Linked DNA regions of Sus scrofa: region 1 is linked to region 2. The links are chromatin contacts, called in public promoter capture Hi-C maps. All regions are on one chromosome and are shown on one strand. The core of a region is the stretch at or near the end of the contact, and the rest is flanking DNA. Distances in the headings are between cores, read along the strand shown. Region 1 holds the start of GMNN (geminin). Region 2 holds the start of MRS2 (magnesium transporter MRS2 homolog, mitochondrial).

Region 1 (3,028 bases), core at 303-2,802, 340 kb after region 2:
AAGCTGAATTAGTTAATTTGTTACATCCACTCATTTAGGAGGCAAAGCAGAGGGTGAAACGCTTCAAAATCTGGGGGCTTCACAATTTTTTCCTAAAGAAGGCATCATTTCCTTTATGTTGAACTTAAAAAAAGTCAAACAACACTAAAATGAATAAAGTAAAAGTCTCTCCATGCCTTTCCAAAACTAACCAATAGTATTAGCAACTACATATAACATTGGGGGTAGGTGGGCTTCATGATACATCTAGAAACTCAATTCTCTTATTGCCTCTGTAGATTTCTAACTATGGTAACCTCTAGGTTCTAGCCTTCTGGTTTGGTTATCACTTTCATATGGAAGACATTTTTCTCTCCCAGCTTTTTCGTTCTGGAAAGAAATAACATTAGGTACTCTGCTTTATGCTATACTTAGTACAGACTACCTGAATGTAACTTTTTATATATTTTTAATATATACTTACTATTCGGGCTCTTTTCATCAGTGATGTCTTTTTACCACGTGGCTGAACGAAGAAATTAGAAGTCAGATTTACTACTTTGACTGGCTGGTGTTTCAAAGTCAAATTACACAGTACTTATACTTACCACGCTGATCATCAGAATTTTTACTCTGGAAACACAGTCGTCTAGGGATAGCTCTCCAACCAATGGATTGTTTCCCTTATTTAGAATTTAGATTTTCACGCTACATTTTCCCCCAAAGAAAACTAGAATCCTAGGACTATGCTTTGTATACTTTGAGCTCTTTCAAAAAGAATTCCAGTGGTGCAGGTGGCAGGAGGTGGGCACGCAGGATGGCAGGGTATGGGGCTAACAAAACATTTCCTAAAGGCGGTGCTAAGCATAGTCAGGAGATACTTCTTTCCTTCTGAGAATGACAATCCCACCAAAGTTAAGAAATGGGAAAAAAGACTTGTATTAATAGCTATGGTTGGTGTAAAAAAAGATTTAACAATACCCTGATAAACTGAAATGTACTATGCCCAGAAAGTTGAGAAGTTTGTGAAATGACTAGAAAAAAAAAAAAAAAGCTAGACGCAATTATCACTTAGGTTTTTCTGCTCCTTCAAATTGCAATAGCCATTGCATTCCGGTGCCTAGAACAGTACTTTGTACGAATATTAGGATGACTATTAGTATTCCTTGCAGGATTAGGCCTTCTGGCACTACTACAACACAATATAGTCATATACAAAGCGCCAAAATATAAACGGTCTTAACACATTTAGGAGGCCGTGGATCGAAGGCTTTACAGAACAAGTCCTGTACTATATATAAAATATTTTGTTCTCCCGATGTTTGTCTAGCGGGGGCAGACCTTTGCCCCGCTTGTAAAGAGCAAAAAAAACATTCGAATCTGGAGGAAGTTCCCAGTGCAGGTCGAAGTGCAAAAGCCGAGGGTACAAGTGACCCACGGAGTTAAGACCGCCGACTTCCCGACCCAAATACCTGCTACGCCCTACGCGCAGGCGCAGAAAAGGGAAGGGGGCCGAAGAGGGCGGAGGCGAAAGGCCATTCGCCGGATTCAGGTGGCCCCGCCCTCCGTCACGCGCCAGACGGTCACGTGGCCGCCCGGAGCCGGAGGGTGGAGTTTTACTCTTTTACAGTCGCCACCCGGCAGGAGTCCAGCCCCTGTGGGTACGAACGCGGGTTGGTTTTGGACCCTCTGCGAGGCGCCGCTACCACAGCTACCTGCGTTCGTTACAAGGATTTCCTGCTTCCACCCGGTAAGTGTGAGAGAGGTGACCAGAGAGAGTGGGTCGCAGAGGCTGCTGGACGAGCCACTTTGGGCTTCGGCCGGCCGGAAGTCGCGCACTCCGGTGACAGCTGCCGGAGTCTTAGTGAAAGGACTGTTGAACCGTCCCGGCAGCCGGGACGGGGGGGAAGGAGGTGAGGCTCGGGGCTGCCCCATTGGTTAGGTCGGTTTTTGGCGCGCTGTTCCTCCGCGCTCGCTATTGGCTGGCGCGCGCCGTCCCTGACGCGCGCTCTGCGGTTGGAGGGCCCCGGCGCGCGGCCCGGATTGTCCGCCCCTTGCTGGTTTCTCCCTCCCTGTGTCCCCAGGACTAGGTGGCGGGGTCGCGGGGTGGCTTGTGTGCAGCTGGTTCGTGTGAGGACACCAGCTTGGGCGTGCCTGGCTTTCGGGATGAGGCGGACCACCCTCTTGACCAGTAAGCAACTGGCGGTGACCCGAGGGGTGTCCCTGAATTCCGCGTCTCTCATTTAAAAAAAACTGGACTTGATGACATTTAGTTTCACCTGTTTATCAGAATTTCCTAGAACCCAGTGCTATGCTAGAGTTCAATCTAATTATTTTAAAAAATTAGATAAGGTAGTTCCCTTGTGGCGCAGCGGGTTTTGGAACCGGATTGTCGCTGTAGCGGCTTAGATTCGATCTGTGGCCCAGGAACTTCCACATACTGCGGGTGCGGCCAAAAAAAATTAAATAAAAAAAAACCCTAGGTAATAAAAAGTAAGTGAGGGTGTAAGGTTGTTGGCGGGAGTGTAATGAACAAGTGAAGACTTTTTTGTGTTGTTGTCTTTTTTGCCATTTTCTTGGGCCGCCCCCGCGGCATATGGAGGTTCCCAGGCTAGCGGTCGAATCGGAGCTGGCAGCTAGCTGCCAGCCTACGCCAGAGCCACAGCAAGGCAGGATCCAAGCCGAGTCTGCAACCTACACCACAGCTCACGGCAACGCCAGATCGTTAACCCACTGAGCAAGGGCAGGGATCGAACTCTCAACTTCATGGTTCCTAGTCGGATTTGTTAACCACTGAGCCACGACGGGAACTCCTACGTGAAGACTTGATTCTTGTTGCTGTTCATCTTTTAAAATCGTGGCATATACTAAAGCACATTTTTCACATAACGGTTTAGGACTCAACCCTCCAACTAAATTAGAACCTTCACGAAACACTATTTATTACTCACATGCCATGCATTTTGATGTTTTCTCATCTCTTCAGTTTTGTTCAGTTACATTTTTTCAAACACCTACTAAGTGATTTTGGAATCCCAGGCTGCCACCC
Region 2 (2,975 bases), core at 230-2,729:
AAAATTCCAAATCCTTGGCATGAGTTAGAAGGCCATGTGTCTGGCCATGTCTGAGTTTTTCTAAGGCTTTCTAAGGGTTATCTTAAACAGAACTGTCTCACTGTGCTAGGGGCTAAGTTTTTAAAAAGAATTATCACTATTTCCAAGAAATATCTCCAAAGGCATGCAATGTTTTATAAAAGATGTATTTTATCATTGGAACTCTTAGTAAAAATGAAAAATCTACCAGCCATGTACTATGTACCCAGGGCTCTTTCCAGACCTAAATACTCCCGACCCGAGCCGCCGCCCCAGCCACCAAGGAAACAGTGCTTGAAGTCCTCCTTTGCCCTTCATGTTCAAGTGAAACATTCCTTGTTCTGTGAAATCATCTGTCTACTGGCTCCCTAATCTACCTTCAGTTTCAATGCCCTACAGGTGAAAAAAAAAGTTCTCTTGTGTTTCCTTAGCCATGTGGGGTTGTTTATTTGTTTTGTTTTGGTTCTTTTTAGGGCCACACTCGGGGCATATGGAAGTTCCCAGAGCTGCTAGTGCCACAGCCACAGCCACTCAGGATCCAGGTGGTTGGTGACTGTGACCTATCAGCAACATTGGATCCTTGATCCATTGCGCCAGACCAGGGATCAAACCCACGTCCTCATGGATACTAGTTGGGGGTCATTAACCACTGAGCCAATACTGGAACTCCTCCTTATCTCTGTGTTTATACATAGTGAATGAATGGGAATCTGTGAAACTCATCTGCCTTGCACTATTGCCTAGGAAAGGACAAGTCTATTAGCTGACACTTAAAAAAAATATGCATGCATACTGTGTTTCATCAATTTAAGCCTTTTTTCATATTTTTAAGACATAAATTGGAATGACTTAAATGAGATAATTAGAGGGCAAAGTTTACCAGCTGTTTTTCTTTCTTGGTAGCATATAAAATAATGGCACCTTGAAGCTGATACTACCTTATATCTGACTTAAAACGGAATATAAATTCTATGCCTCTTGTACAACTATAACTGTAGTAAAATTCACTGAAAACAAAACAAAACAAAAAATCCTACGCCTTTACATTCCTCAATCTTCACTAACAACAGTGTAATACATTCCATATGACAGTTAATTATTTTTGCTACATTAAACTTAAATATAAATTGAGTTGGGAATGGACAGAACTTCCTCACTTCGAAACTGCAGATTGCATAATATGTACGAAAAACCTTCTGAAATTGCAAACCGGTTATATACCAATTAGGGATACATTTTCACATTTAACGATTACTAGTCAATAGATACAATCGACACTCTACGTGCCGACCTGACCACTCCAAGGGCCCACGGGTCGAATCTACGTAAAAGAGCTCGGTTCTTACAGGTAAACGCGCCCCACCTACCCCAGAGCAGGTCCCTACATGCTTTACAGGTGCAGAAGGTAAACTCCGATTGGCCGAGGAACGCAAGAAGCGCCCAGAGGGTCTTCTGAGCATGCGCGGGAAGTTGGACGCAGGCGTGGCGCATCGCGGCGCGTCTTGCGCATGCCCAGTATACAGCGGCCTCAGCTAGGGGACCCGCGCGGGGTCGCGACGTGCCGGCTGCCTTGCCACCGTCCGGCATGAAGGGCTGGGGTCTTGTATCTGCCTTCTCATCGCTCCAGTGTCATGGAATGTCTGCGGAGCCTGGCCCAGCTCCTACCCCGCGCGGTGGGGCTTCCCCGGCGCACTTTATGGGCTTTGGCCGGGGCGCGCCCCGTGACCGCCGCCGAACTGCTCGGAAGCAGGCGGACCGCGCCGCTGTGCGGATCCTACCGGCTCCGCTTGGCAGGTACTGCCGTCCCCGCCCCGCAGCCCCGGACGCCGGGCTTGCGGTGACCTCCGGGCCGCGACCCGACCGACCGAGCCCACGTGGCTGTGGCGGCCCGCCCGCGTCTTGCTCGGCCTCGCCTCTGTCCGTCCTTGGGCACAGGGGTGTTGTCACCTTGCACGGGTCTGCGGGCGGAGCTGCGTCCTACTAGCTCCGAATCCTGTGTCCTGCTAGAGCCGGGTTTCCTAGCCCTCTTGCCTCCCCACCTCCCCTGGCTGCCTCGGTGCGCTCGTGAGAAGGATTTTTTAAACAAGAGTTTCGCTCTTATCCATTGTAGTAGTTCTGAAGCAAAGATCGGGTTTATCTACCTGAAATGTTTTTGCGAGTTTTAGTTTCTCTTCCCTGCCTTCTGCCTCTTCCTTATGAATGGAAAACTTTATTCATTTGTCCATTTGCTCAGGTAAGGGAGGGGAACACACCTACAAGTGAGCCTGAAGACTTTGAAACTTCGTGGGAGGAGTTGCTTCTGAGAAAGATAAAAGTCTTTTTTTCGAAGCACTGTGTAACCAGACAGCCAGAAGGGGTTGGGGGATGGGAGAGCAGGGGTAGGGATCTGAGTTTACTTTTTCACCAGGTGATCAAGTATGATGATACGTTGACATTTTCACAGATGTAAGAATGTGGGCGCTAATATTGCTGAGAAACTAAAGAGACTAAAATGTGTGGCTTTTCCAAAATGTTCTCGAATAAGTTTACTCACTTGTCCTCTCAAAACGCTCCCATCCTCACCTCCTTCTCCATAATCATGGGTGAGTCTTTCCAAATTGGGTTGCATTTCATAGCCCCTTCTTAGGTTAAATGCCTTGGAACTCAGGTTCAGCCCATCTAATGTTTTAGAACGTACATTGAGATTTACAATCACCCTCCTGGAAACACTTTACCTAACTAGTGACATTAGCAAATGCTGATTTTGTAGCTCCTTAACCTTTATCCAGTTGACCCTCTTAACAGTTTGTATTTTGTAGAAGGGAACCAACAAGCCTCAGGTGGTAACTAATTACATGTCTTTAAAAGTATGTAGTACAAGGGAATAAGGTCAAGTGAGAAGGAATAAGGTCAAGTGAGAATATATACATTCTGTAGATAGGATTTCTGTCCATTTTATGTTTAGCATTGTGAACAGT

Evidence for each region. Promoter capture Hi-C pulls out the DNA fragments that hold promoters and counts their contacts.
Region 1: a contact with region 2 is called in a promoter capture Hi-C map of liver, with 5 times the contacts expected there. The contact joins the promoter of GMNN here to the promoter of MRS2 in region 2. A contact is called at or near these places in 3 of 5 promoter capture datasets (fetal liver, fetal skeletal muscle and liver) and 1 of 47 Hi-C or Micro-C datasets (embryonic fibroblasts).

Annotation. Positions count from the first base shown.
Region 1 is chr7:19,584,416-19,587,443 of Sscrofa11.1, forward strand. GMNN (geminin) reads left to right here and starts at 1,553. Exons shown (of 7, transcript XM_003128203.5): 1 at 1,553-1,729.
Region 2 is chr7:19,243,128-19,246,102 of Sscrofa11.1, forward strand. It overlaps MRS2 (magnesium transporter MRS2 homolog, mitochondrial), which reads left to right and starts at 1,480. Exons shown (of 11, transcript XM_001928036.7): 1 at 1,480-1,812. The coding sequence starts at 1,650.